Linked DNA regions of Arachis hypogaea: region 2 is linked to region 1. Evidence: chromatin contacts called from public Hi-C data. All regions are on one chromosome and are shown on one strand. Each heading gives the region's core, a stretch centred on a gene start, on an enhancer-like site or on the middle of the called end of the contact. The rest is flanking DNA. Distances are from core to core; before and after follow the strand shown.

Region 1 (6,651 bases), core at 1,387-3,886:
TCTATTTGGTCAATGGTGATATGATTGATAGGAATTGATTCATAGCTTCTTGGTCATTAAATGAAAGATTTGGTTATTCAACTCAATTGCATTCTCATTTTTTATGTAAAAATTATTTTATATTTCAGCTCTTGAAAAGACATGGGTCTTTGTCCTAAATTTAAGATGTCATTCAGAAAGAAAGTGGCTTTCTCACAATAAGATGGCATCACTCCACTGTTTGTGTTACTAGAAAATTCTCTTCTATGTAATCTATTTGATGAGTGGTGATGTGATTGATAAAAATTGATTGATTGCTTCTTGGTGATTTATTTGCATATTGATGAAACTTTTTGTTAGTCAACTCAGTTGCATTTCAATCCTTTATTGGTTATGCAAAAATTACTGTATATTTCACCTCTTGCAAAGAAGTAGAGCTGATTGTCATGAATTTGTTTCCTTCTTTGATAAAGGAATATGCTTGTGCCACTCCCATTCAAGTTTTACATTTCCAATTCCATTCTTTTCTGTTCAAGTCTTACATTCTGATTTTAGTTCTGATTCAATAATCCCATTGATGAATCTTTGTTTTTTTTAAGTATGTTCAACAAATCCATTAAGTTTACCTAAAGTGAATTGGTGGTTGCATGTGGGTTGTGTGAATCATTATCAAGGAGTGGGTTTCGTACCTAATCTATTCTATCAATGGTGATGTGATTGACAAAAATTGATGTATAGCCTTTTGATCATTTATTTATTTTTTAAGTTCAACGGAATTGCATTACATTTTTTGTTGTTTGTGGAAAAATTATTTTAAATATATCTTTATTTTTTATGAAACACTCAATTGCATTCCATTTTTTTATTGTTTATGTAAAATAAGTTTTTGTCTAACTAGGAATTCCCTCCTACAAAGAGAGATACCTGGAGTAGGTTATCTTCCCTTGAAGATGTCTTCTGCATAGGTAATGATGTTCTGCCATACATTGTTCATTGAAAATATGGGAATCCCTATCAAGGTATGGGCTTTCTATCTAATCTATTTGGTCAGTGGTGATGTGATTGATAGAAATTGATTCATAACTTCTTGGTCATTAAATGAAAGATTTGGTTATTCAACTCAATTGTATTCTCATTTTTTTATTTTTTATGTAAAAATTATTTTATATTTCAGCTCTTGAAAAGACATGGAGGTCTTTGTCTTGAATTTAAGATGTCATTCAGAAAGGAAGTGACTTTCTCACAATAAGATGGTATGACTCTACTGTTTGTGTTACTAGAGAATTTTCTTCTATGTAATCTATTTGATGAGTGGTGATGTGATTGATAGGAATTGATTGATAGCTTCTTGGTGATTTATTTGCATATTGATGAAACCTTTTGTTAGTCAACTCAGTTGCATTTCAATCCTTTATTGATTATGCAAAAATTACTGTATATTTCACCTCATGCAAAGAAGTAGAGCTGATTGTCATGAATTTGTTTGCTTCTTTGATAAAGAAATATGCTTGTGCCACTCCCATTCAAGTTTTGCATTCCCAATTCTATTCCTTCCTGTTCAAGTCTTGCATTCTGATTTCAGTTCTGATTCAATAATCTCATTGATGAATCTTTGTTTTTTTAGGTATGTTCAACAAATCCATTAAGTTTACCTAAAGTGAATTGGTGGTTGCATGTGGGTTGTGTGAATCATTATCAAGAAATGGGTTTTGTACCTAATCTATTCTATCAGTGGTGATGTGATTGACAAAAATTGATGTATATCATGTTGGTCATTTATTTATTTTTTATGTTCAACTGAATTGCATTACATTTTTTTGTTGTTTGGGGAAAATTATTTTATATTTCAGCTATTGGATGAACATACAGCTCTTTGACCTGAACTTAAGAGGTTCATCGAGAAAAGAATGGCCTTGTGCTAGTAAAATGGCTTCATGGTATTGTTTGCCTAACTAGCATATCTCTTTATCCAAAGAAAAAACTATCCAGCAGCTGGTCTCCCATGAAAATGTGTTCTGCACACATAATAAGGTTGTGCTATACTTTATTGGAAATTTGGGAATCATTATCAAGGTATGAGGTTTTAATCTCATTCATTTCATGAATGTTGATGTGACTGACAGATTTTTATTGATGTTTGTCTATACTTTTTTTCCGATTCATCTGCTGTTTTGAATGTATCCCTACCTAACACATTTACCAACTCTCATTGCTATGAGTAGAATCATTGTTTGGGGTAGTTGATGACTGTCTTCCCTATGGTATAATGACATGTAGGTGCACTGTAGTAGGTATGGTGTGATATCTCAATTTTTGGTCCCTATTTGTTGATTTCTTGAAAGTTTCACCTTTTTTTTTCCTGTTTTTGTGTTGGTTCAGATTTTTCTCCTATGATTAGTTGTTTCTATGCCATTGAATGGAGATGCATATAGACTGAGATTTTGTTTTCCCTCCATTTCCATCCTCAATTTGAATTCAAAAAGGTGAACCTTGTGTGTTGGATTTTTTCTATAAAAGGATGGTTGGTGAACTACATTCAATGCACAAACATTCTGCTGTGTTCTATTTCCTCCTAAACTCTGTCTATTTTAGAATTTTTTTTGTTTACATTTTTATCTATTTCATCAACTCTGTTTATCTCCTTTCTTTTTTCTGCAATGCCTCCTCTATTTGATATGATTTCCAAGATGCATCCTTTTAGAAAGGCTTGGAGGCTGAAAGTTAGGGTTCTAAGGCTTTGGGTTGTACCCTCTTTTGGTAACCATGAGGTTCCTAACTCAATGGAGATGATTCTCCTTGATGATCATGTTAGCCCCTATTAGCTTCTCTTTTAAATATGGTGTTAGTTGTTGTTTTTTAAGTTTTCAACTTTAAATTATGTGTTTCACTAATCTGATTTTGTTCTTTTGTTGGATTTTCAGTGTGAAAAAATTCAAGCTACAATTAAGAAACCACTCCTTAATAGGTTTAGGGATCATATAGTTGAAGGTCAAGTTTATAGAATGACATACTTTACTGTTGTGTCAAATCATGGTAGTTATAGAGCAACTTCTCATGAATTCAAATTGGTTTTCCTTCACCGAACCACTGTTGTAACTGTTGATGAAGATGTTATCCCTAAGACTTGTTTTAACATATTTTCTTTTTCTGAGCTGCTGAACATGACCCAAGATTATGATTTTTTAGTTGGTGTGTATCTCTTCTTGCTATTCTGTTATTCAAGTTTTTTTAACAAATCGTTTGAATATTTAATAGGTTATGTTTATTTGGAATAAATGTCATTGATCTTTTAACTTCAGTGGGAGAAGAGAAAGAATATGCAAAAGAGGGGAAAATTGTGAAAATAATTGTGCTGGAATTAACTTCAAAAGAGTATGTTGATTGAGTCATTTCTCGTGGTTTCTCTTTATCTTTTAATCCTTTTTTTCCTTATCTTCTGTTTCATTCTTTGTCATATTTTGAGTTTCAATCTTACAGTGCGATGTGCATTATTTGGGGACTAGTTAATCAAGTAAATCATTTCCTTACCTCTGGGTATGTGAAGCAGCCTGTTGTTGTCATTCAACTTGCAAAAGTCAAGTTCTTTAGGGGTACATTGTTTGGTTTCTGTACATCTCATTGCTACTGTAGGTGTTGTCTCCAATAAACTTTGCTAAACTTTTTCTGTATTGCTGTGTAGGTCAAGTAGGTCTTCAAAATGTGATGTATGCGACTCAAATGTTATTTAATCCTGATCTTCCTGAAATTGTTGAATTCAGGCAGAGGTTAGCATGGTTTATTTTGTTAATTTTTATTGTATTCTCTATTTACAACTAATCTGGAGTAACAAGTACAAGTGTCTGCCATCATTTTTTTAGTATGATTGAGCAAGGTGTCAATGGTACCCAGCCACTGTTTATTACAAATGAGGGTAAAGTTGTCTCCTTGAAAGATGATTTCATGCGTTTAACTAGAAAATGCACTATTGAAGAGCTTCAAGATAACAATGAGGTTGTCTTTTTTTGAGTTAGTTGTGTTTATGTTATTTTATACACAAATGAATTGAAAAAGAAAATCAAAGAATAATTTTCAGATCTGTCTTTTCATTCATATTGTTAACAAATTTTGAAATGCCCATTGCATAGGAGGGTTCTTTTATCATTTTTGGTACAATCCGAGGTATTATTGAGGATGGAGGTTGGTGGTATTCTGCATGTATGTAGCCATAAACGAAGTATCAATACCAAACTTAAAGGTTTGCTTGTCCTCAAGCAAAGAAAAACTGAAAACAGAAAGGGACATAAAAGCAATTAGTATGATAAAAGAAGAATAAAAGGGGAAAAGAACGAGAGAGAATTAGGATTTGGGAGGGAGAGAGAATGAAAATAGGGCGGCGCACTGGGTAAGTAATGCGGCGCGATCGACGCGTGCGCGTCAAACACGCGCACGCGTGGTTCGCATAAAGTTCAAGAGACGCGTAAGCGTCTGGGACGCGTTCGCGTGCTTTCAGTTTTGTGCGAATCGCGCGAAGGCAGCTCCGCGCACGCACAACTCTCGGGTTGATGCGCATGTGGGCTAGATAGACAGACGACGCGTGCATGTCAGGTACGCGCACGCGTGGATGGGGGCAAAGTGAAAGTGACACGTACGCGTCAGGGACGCGTACGCGTGATGTAGATTGTGCGTTTAGCACAATTCCAACCCCAAGCCATCACAACTCGCTGGCCAAACACCTATTTATGCTGATTTCCAGGGTCACGCATACGCGTCAGGGACGCTTACGCGTGATCTGGCAAATGCGCAAGTGACGTGCACGCATCATGGACGCGTACGCGTGGTCTTGCTTGTGTGCAAGGCACGCTTCCAGCACCACTCCGGCCTATCTCTTTGCTGAATTTTCTTCTTCTTTTTCTTCTTCTTTTTCTTCTTCTTCTGCTTTTTTTTTCGGAGTGCTCGGTTCTGTTCTCAAATAGCTGCATGATCAGAACACACGTAAAACGAAGGAAAAACAGTGAAGACTCAATAAAAATCAAATAAATAAGAAAGCTCCTACTACGAAAAATAACTAAGGATACGAAATTATTGGGTTGCCTCCCGACAAGCACTTCTTTAACGTCACTAGCTTAACAGTCAGTTCTGCTAATTCAGCAGATGAGCAGACCTCTGGCGATCGATCTCACCTGCAAGATAGTACTTCAACCTCTGGCTATTCACTATAAATTTCCTATCAGAATTTTCTTATTATATTTCCACATGACCATATGGTGAAGCTCTGGTAACAACAAATGGTCCTGACCACCGAGATTTCAGCTTCTCGGGGAAGAATTTGAGCCTTGAATTATACAGAAGCACTCTCTGTCTTGGCTCAAAGACTCTGATGGCAATCTTCTTGTATTGCAATAACTTGGTTCTCTCCTTATAGATCTTGGCATTCTCATAGGCTGAGTATCTGAATTCATCAAGCTCATTCAACTGAAGCATTTGCTTAATTCCTGCAGCTTCTGAATCAAGATTTAGATACCTGACTGCCCAGTAAGCTTTATGCTCCACCTCAACTGGCAAGTGACAGGCTTTACCATAGACCAACTGGTAAGGGAACATGCCAATGGGAGTCTTGTACGCTATCTGGTATGCCCAGATAGCATCATCAAGCTTCCTAGACTAGTCCTTTCTTGAAACACTAACGGTCTTATGTAGAATCCTCTTGAGTTTCCTGTTGGAAACTTCAACTTGTCCACTTGTCTGAGAGTGATAAGGGTTGCCACTTTATGATGGACTCCATATCTATGCAGAAGTGAGTCCAACTATCTATTACAGAAGTGGCTTCCTCCATCACTATTGAGTGTCCTTGGGACACCAAACCGGCTGAAGATATATCTCTGAAGAAAGCTCATTACCACCTTGGCATCATTGGTGGGTAGAGCCACAGCTTTCACCCACTTGGACACATAGTCATCTGCCACTAGAATATATTTGTTTGAATGTGAGGGTGGGAAATGTCCCATGATATTGATACCCCACACATCAAACAACTCAACCTCAAGAATCCCCTGCTGTGGCATTTCATGATTGACAGGGAGATTCGTGGCTTTTTCACATCTGTCACAGTGCTTCACAAATTCTCTTGAATCTCTAAAGAGAGTCGGCCAGTAAAACCCGCTCTGAAGGACCTTTGTAGTTGTCCTTTCACCACCAAAGTGGCCTCCATAATCAGAATCATGAGAGTGCCAAGGAATCTGTTGTGTTTCTTTATCTGGGACACATCTCCGGATTATACCATCTGAGCACCTTTTAAAAAGGTATGGTTCTTCCCAAATGTAATACTTTGCATCAGTCAATAGCTTCTTTACTTGTTGCCTATTGTACTCCCTTGGAATATAATTCATGGCTTTGTAATTGGAAATGTCTGCAAACCATGGAGCCTGTTGAATGAGAAATAATTGCTCATCTGGAAACGTCTCAATCACAGCTGTAGGTGGTTGTACTCCTGCTTCAGGCTCAATTCTGGAGAGATGGTCAGCTACTTGATTTTCTGACCCTTTCCTGTCTTTTATCTCAATATCAAACTCCTGAAGGAGTAACACCCATCTGATTAATCTTGGTTTAGAATCTTGTTTGGTTAGAAGGTACTTCAAAGCAGCATGATCAGTATAAACAATAACCTTAGAACCCATTAAATAGGACCTAAACTTA
Region 2 (6,920 bases), core at 587-3,086, 41 kb after region 1:
AGAAGAAGAAGAAGGTGCAATGAATAACGGTTGAAGAAGGAGAAAGAGAAGGCAAGAAACGAAAGAAAAGAAGAAGAAGAAGAGGAAGAGGAAGAAGAACGTGCAGCAAGAAGAAGAAAATGAAGGTGCAGTGAAAACGTGCAGTAATGGTTGAAGAAGGAGAAAGAGAAGGCAAGAAACGAAAGAAAAGAAGAAGAAGAAGAAGAAGAAGAAGAAAAACGTGCGCAAAAAGAAAAAAAAAGCGCACTTATAAAGACTTGTATAAAAAAATGCTTGTATGTGGAGAATTTCTCTTTTATTATTATCCATTCGTTTTTTTATTTATTTAATGATCTGTACTTTTTTTTTTCAAATTGAGCAAGTGATTAAGCCCATCCTAACTCCAAATTTCGATGGTAAGACTAACATGCTTTAACACACATAAAAAACACACACACAAAAATTTGGAAAATAAAAATCAATTAAAAAAAAGATAAATCTAAAGACATTTTTAGAATTTAAATTTTTAAAATATATTATTCTATTTACCCATCAAAATATAAAAATATATAGTAAGAATAAGTTTTTCATTTTTATTTTAGATATTTTTTTATATTCTATGTACCGCGAAAGTTATTAAATATTAAGTCAATGGTCCTCCTTGTCTCATGTATATATCTTTAGTGATATTATTTTTTCTTTTATTGAACTTGTTTGTAATAAATCTTGTGAATTCTAATTTTGATCTCTATAATTTTTTTGTACAAATATTTAGAATAATAACATTTTCCTATTAGCTCCTATAAAAATGATGTTATGATATGGATTTAAACATGTGTAGACATTTTTATCTGTTTACTATTGCTTAATATAAAAATAATAAAATTTAATTTTTGTGTCAGTGTATATAACTTTTAGAGGAGTGCTAGGGGTAAGTAATTTTTGTGTTTTGTAACTATTAATTGGCTATTAATAGTGTTTTTAATGCTGTGAGATTATATCTAATGGTAGGAGATCACTCACTTTTCTTTTGATGGTTAAGTACTGGCCACAAAATACGAAAGTTGCTATCCTCTAGACTTTTCCTAATTTTTATACATACAATCAATTATGTATATTGTCAAATTAAAAAAATAATTAATTTTAAAATATATTATTTAAATACATAAATCTTATTAAATAATCATATAAAACTTAAGTATTATTAATACATCAAATTTAAACTCAACAATACTAGTTTAATATCAAACCAAAAAAATAAAAAAATGGTTAAAATTAAAAACAAATGCTTTTGGAAAATAGAAAAAGCATTTTTTTATTATGCATACATAACCTATTTACATCAATGAAAATATTATTCTAAAATTATACAAAAGTCTTGTAATATAAGCACACATACAAAATCTCTCTCCCTCCTCAAAAAAAAAAAAAACACCAAATTGATCCTTAACAATATTTGTATCGAATAAATTAATCTCTAATAAAAATATTTAACAAATCAATCATTAAGCAGAGATCAATTTGTTAAATTTTTGCTAAAAACTAATTTATCCAAAGGGACCAATTTAGAGTATTACTAATAAAGATAAATAACAACAAAATCATACAAGAGTTTCTGCTCTAGACTAGAGTGTAACTTTCAAAAATGTTTGCGGGATCTCCATTCTTAGATTACGATGAAAAGCATCAGACACTGCATGCACCACTAAGAAAAGGGACCGAAATTCCTTCAATTACTCATAAAACGGGTAAATAGTTTCACCATGTGTCCCTCGAAAGCGACATAACTAGTTAACTGTTAACTACATCCCCTAACCTGCATTATAATAATAAAAAAAATATTAATTAATAATTGGGTAGTCATTAGGTTAACAAATGGGAGGGAGAGAGTGAGGCACCTTTTCAGAAAACAGTTAGCTGCAGATCCTCCAATTCAGGGTCCACTTTGACTTCATTTTCCAGAGAGAGAGGAGCATCAAGCTCAGGAGGTGTCTGTCATAATAATAATAATAATAATAATAATAGAAATAATTAATAAAAAAAAACAGTCAAAATTTATTATTTTTGTTTTATTTAATGTACTTTATAATAAATAAATATTATATAAAATATTGTTTAGATTGATTATTTTTTGTCTTTCTAACATAATAGCATTACCATAATAATAATAATAATAATAATAATAATAATAATAATAAATATTTTACTAATCAAAATAGTAATTAATTAATTAGGTTTAGTGTATGTGTTACCATGCACCGGACTAATGCCCAATTAACAGACTTAAAGAATGGATGACGCTTAATTTCATTTGCTCCTTCTTGTGAACCCAATCTATCTTTGGGATCTCTTTGCAACAACCAATAAATTAGCTGCTTTCCCTGGAGACTTACCTGCATTAAGAGTAGTTTTAGCATATTAAAACATCATTATCAATTACTTATTGAATTTGACATAAACTAGCAAGGATCGGATTGGAGGATTTCATCAAATGTAATTAGAAGAAAAAACTCACTGGTTTGCTTTTGGGAAATTTAAGATCCTTGTGTAGAATATTTGCAAATGTTTTTTGCCTTGTCTTTCCCCTGAATGGTGTATACCCATAAAGCATTTCATATAGAAGAACACCTGAAAAGAATAACGCAACTTAGTTAATGTCAATTAAACACAACGTGTTAAGTAGTGTTAACATTATCTTACATGCAATATATAAGTTCAAGATTTTATTTATTTATTTAGCATTTGAATTGCCTATTGATAACTTTTTTTAATCTATAATAATGTCCAAAGCATAAAACGGGATGTGTATAGATAAATTGAAAATAAATAAAGGCCAAAACAAAAGGTGACATAGGAACAGGATTAAACACAATAATAACAAAGCCAATTATGGATGCTAACTTGTGCCTAAAATCTTAGGTATGAAAATTAAAAATTACCAAGAGCCCACCAATCCACAGCACTAGTGTGGCCTGAACCAGATATAATTTCCTGCACAAGTGTAACTGTCAATATCCAGAATAGAAAAAGAAAAAAATATTTTATTCTCATTAGAATATGTCAAGAAATAACAAACCGGAGCTATGTACTCTTCTGTGCCAACAAAAGAATTTGATGCCCTCATGGGTTCAGCCATAAACACCGGAACCTGTTGACCTTTTTGTTGTTTTTTCTTCTTTTTTTTCTTGTCATCCGTGGCTGGTAGAAGCAGCTGCAACAAGTATAAATCAGACATAAACAAAATTGTTATCAGTGGTTGAGTTATAAGTATTGCTTATAATAATTAAAAACTACTGCATTATATGAAGTTTCATCTCAGAGATACCTGTGGCTTGCAAGATGTTAAACATGACAAATCAAAATCTGTTAGAGCCACATGTCCATTGCTCTGGATTAACACATTTTCTGGCTTCAAATCCCGATATATTATTCCTGCAAAATTTCATAAAGGATGTCAAATTCACTTAAGACACACATCAGAAAATTTTGTAGGCAATACTTCTTCCCAAGTACTAAATGTTGTGATAACAAAGCAGCATCCTTTGATCAGTTATTGCAGCTTGTTAACTTCATACCGGATTTAGAGAAACATTTTGTCAGTCTTGTACTTCCTAAGTTGTATTTCATGGGTTAATAATTAAAATTGTTAGGCCATACGAATGACTAATAACCTACCTTGACAATGAAGATACTCCAATGCAACCACTACCTCAGCAGCATAAAATCTATGAATATTGAGAACTTAATGTCAGTTAGAGGAAAGTAGGAGTCATGTGCATGCAGTAGCATAATATTATTATACCTGGCAGCCTCTTCCTTAAGAACTTTTGTTGGCTGTCGATCAAGAAGCAGGAACAGTTCTCCACCAGGGCAGTAATCAGTTATCAAACAAACATGTGATTTGGTCTGCAAATCAATCAAGTTCCAATGATTTTGACAAATTCATTATATATAGTTAAAAATAATGAGGACTACTATGTTTTTCTAATTTGAAAGTGATATGTGAGCATCAAACCTGAAAGGAAGCATATAGTGCAGGTAGAAAAGGATGGTCCAACATGTCAAGGATTTCTCTCTCTGTGCAAGCTCTATGCACCTGCAGAAAGTGTAGAAACATGAAAGATCTTGATAACTGGAACCAGATATGTGGGATATGACAGAATAGACCCAAAACATAACAGAAAAGAAAGAAACAATTGTGTGCTTCATAATCAAGAACCTTGTTACGATTGAGCATAACACCCTTATCCATCGCCTTCATGGCAAAATGGTGACCAGTTCCACATAGCTCCACTAGATGCACACTGCAAACCAGTAGTAATATACCATAATGTTACTACCACATAAGCTTGATATGAAAAAAAAAAATAAAAAGTCTAGTTTTAAAAGAATATATAGAAGTTCTAATTAGTTTTTAAAATATCGAGCTCTCTTGAATTGTTCGCTATCGGTAGAGGAAAATTCACCTATAAGGTTCTCATCTATGTTGGAAATGTGAAAGAGAAATAGGGAAGAACAAATTAAAACCTGCCAGTATCTCCTGATCCCAAAGGTTTAACTGGCCTAAAGTGCTTTAAGCCTATCTGTTCTCCACTGTCCAGGATCTGCAAAACCAGGTTACATGAACAAGAGGAAAATGGTTTATTCAACAACTTTCAAACGAAGCAACGAATATAATAAAAAAGTAATACCTTCTTGATAGCTCTCCAAGCAGCATCTTCCTTCCTATGAGGTTTTGGCTGAACCACTTTTGAATGATTCATCCATAAATCGTCCGGTTTCTGGAGATTGTCAATAAGACCATGTCACAGATTGAAGCCAAAAGCTCTTTAAAAGACATTGGAACTCGGTAGCCAGTAGATATTACCATATTAGCATCCGGAAGTTCTCTTACTGCCTCATCAACATTTTCTGCAGTTTGTTTGACCTGAAAGTGGATGTCAAAAGAACTTGTTATACTCAGCATTCAGGAAATATTTATAACGAAAATGAATAGATATCAATATTATACGAGAAAATAGAAGTCACAATTCTTATGCTTTGAAGACTTCAATATTTGGCACAAGGTGAATATGTAATGATGTTAACAGAGTTTAATGATTTGAGACGCAGTATATGGTAAATTAATGAAGAACTTGAATAGAGTCCAAACCAGTTGTTCTCCTTCTTTTGCAGTATTTTCTGCGATGCAGTTGTGAAGAGGCTCCACATGTTGGCTACCGTCGAGTTGAACACCAATAAAATACTGTACTTCTCCCTGTTCAAACGAGTAAAAAAAAAAGTGTTTATCCATCCAAAACAAAATTTCTGCGGCAAGATATTAGAAGAGCTAACTTCTTCACTCAATTATGATGTGTTATACCTTCTGGTCACGCATAGGTTGCAGATGGAACAAGTTCCAGAACTTTTTACCTGATGAGTTGAGCAGAAAAAGCTTCAATAGCAATAATAGGAATAATAACTGCAGCACTATTGTTTCCTTTTAATGAACTAAATAGTGCTAAGGGAAAAAACTGCTAACATTTCCTATCATTTTAGTAGTTTTCTGTGCAGAAACATTAGGCTAGCTTACCTGTCTTTGTATAATTAATGAGTTGTACAGTAACTTCAGTTTGGTTGTCAATCGCTTGTCTAATTTTTTTCACAGTTGCTGGATCTGTTTCAGGTCCTTGAAGAAATCTGAATGACCAAGGAGTATCCAAGTTAAAGATAAATTTGACATAGATAATTTCCAGTTAAATCAACCTCTAGAATGAAATTTTATAATATTCTAAGATAAAATGCAGAGTTTTGTGGAAGTATGGCATATATATGAGGTGTGAACCAACAAAGTGTCAATATAATATTCATTTGCCTGTATGGACATTTAACTTGGAGCATATCATTAAGAAAAAGTATAGGTAGACAATAAAAATACTAAATAATATGAATAATAGATATATCGGATGTTCAATTCATTAGGTGTGCGGATGGTTATCCTAATATTAAAATTTAGATGAGTAATTTGAGGGTGTAGTGTGTTTTTACTTTATTAGGCCAATTTTAGAGTTCGTTGTTCACAAAAACCATTGTCTACCCTAGCAATGTCCTATCATTAAATATTAATTAATAACGAAAAAGGCAAAATAAAAAAATTAGAACATACCTGCAATTTTTGCCCAAGATTTCTTCACGACTATATTCAGTAAGCTCTAAGAAGCTGTCAGAAGCAAATATCTGTAACAAAAAAAAATTACAAAATTACAAAGCTTATCTTGTTCTTATATGTTCATATGAATTGAACAGGAGGTTAATATTCTCATCAGTAGTGTAATTAACAACAGTAATTAGTACATAAATTGAATATTACAATGGGATTGTCAGGGAGCCTAGGATCAGTGATGACAAAGTTTTTCTCAATACGTTCAAGTGTGGTGGCAAGATCAAGACCCTTCCTCTTCTCCCTTTGGATCTCTTTGCCCTCAAATTCAAAACTATCAGGTCTGTCATCATCATCCTCACTCTCTGAGCTCACTTCCTCAACACCTTCGTTATCTATGCTTTCTTCATTTGCCTGATTTTTCTTCATGAACCTGATGAAATAGTATAGAAACATGCATAACATTACGATAAGATAACTAACTATGAAATAAGCATAATACAGATAAACTACCCCATGAAAGAACGGCGACGGGAGTTTTTCTGCTTCTTTTCAGGGAGCTCACTGATTTGCTGCAATGAAGTTAATCCATGTCCTCCTTCTCCTTGTGATTTGCGTCTAGCAGATGAAGCTACGCTCTCAGATTTTCTCCTTGATGTTTTCTCTGTTTTGTTCTCTGCCTCTTCTTGTTGATGACGGTCAGCGCCTCCGGATGAATTTCTGATGAAGGGACGGCGGTTTGTTGATTCACTGAGTGCTCGAGGACGCTTTATGGCACTCACCAACTCCGATACTGAAGTTG

What was found. A called contact is a pair of places that touch in the nucleus more often than the background predicts.
Region 2: a contact with region 1 is called in a Hi-C map of an unstated tissue, with 2.5 times the contacts expected there. The contact joins the enhancer-like site here to the promoter of LOC140174691 in region 1. A contact is called at or near these places in 3 of 8 Hi-C or Micro-C datasets (leaf and an unstated tissue).

The regions. Positions count from the first base shown.
Region 1 is chr8:27,834,302-27,840,952 of arahy.Tifrunner.gnm2.J5K5, forward strand. LOC140174691 (replication protein A 70 kDa DNA-binding subunit C-like) reads left to right here and starts at 2,637. Exons shown (of 9, transcript XM_072200183.1): 1 at 2,637-2,786; 2 at 2,901-3,168; 3 at 3,279-3,351; 4 at 3,457-3,569; 5 at 3,659-3,743. The coding sequence starts at 2,637.
Region 2 is chr8:27,876,120-27,883,039 of arahy.Tifrunner.gnm2.J5K5, forward strand. It overlaps LOC112706744 (phototropin-1), which reads right to left. Exons shown (of 25, transcript XM_072200944.1): 6 at 6,632-6,920; 7 at 6,329-6,551; 8 at 6,125-6,195; 9 at 5,552-5,658; 10 at 5,342-5,391; 11 at 5,132-5,236; 12 at 4,847-4,906; 13 at 4,671-4,760; 14 at 4,507-4,583; 15 at 4,199-4,283; 16 at 3,995-4,075; 17 at 3,782-3,885; 18 at 3,655-3,704; 19 at 3,305-3,411; 6 more. The coding sequence ends at 1,882. Among protein-coding and RNA genes, the nearest start is that of LOC112706744, 7.4 kb to the right of the region's middle. Within about 2 kb of position 1,837, at least 2 of the 3 cell types and tissues checked have open chromatin away from gene starts, as enhancers often do.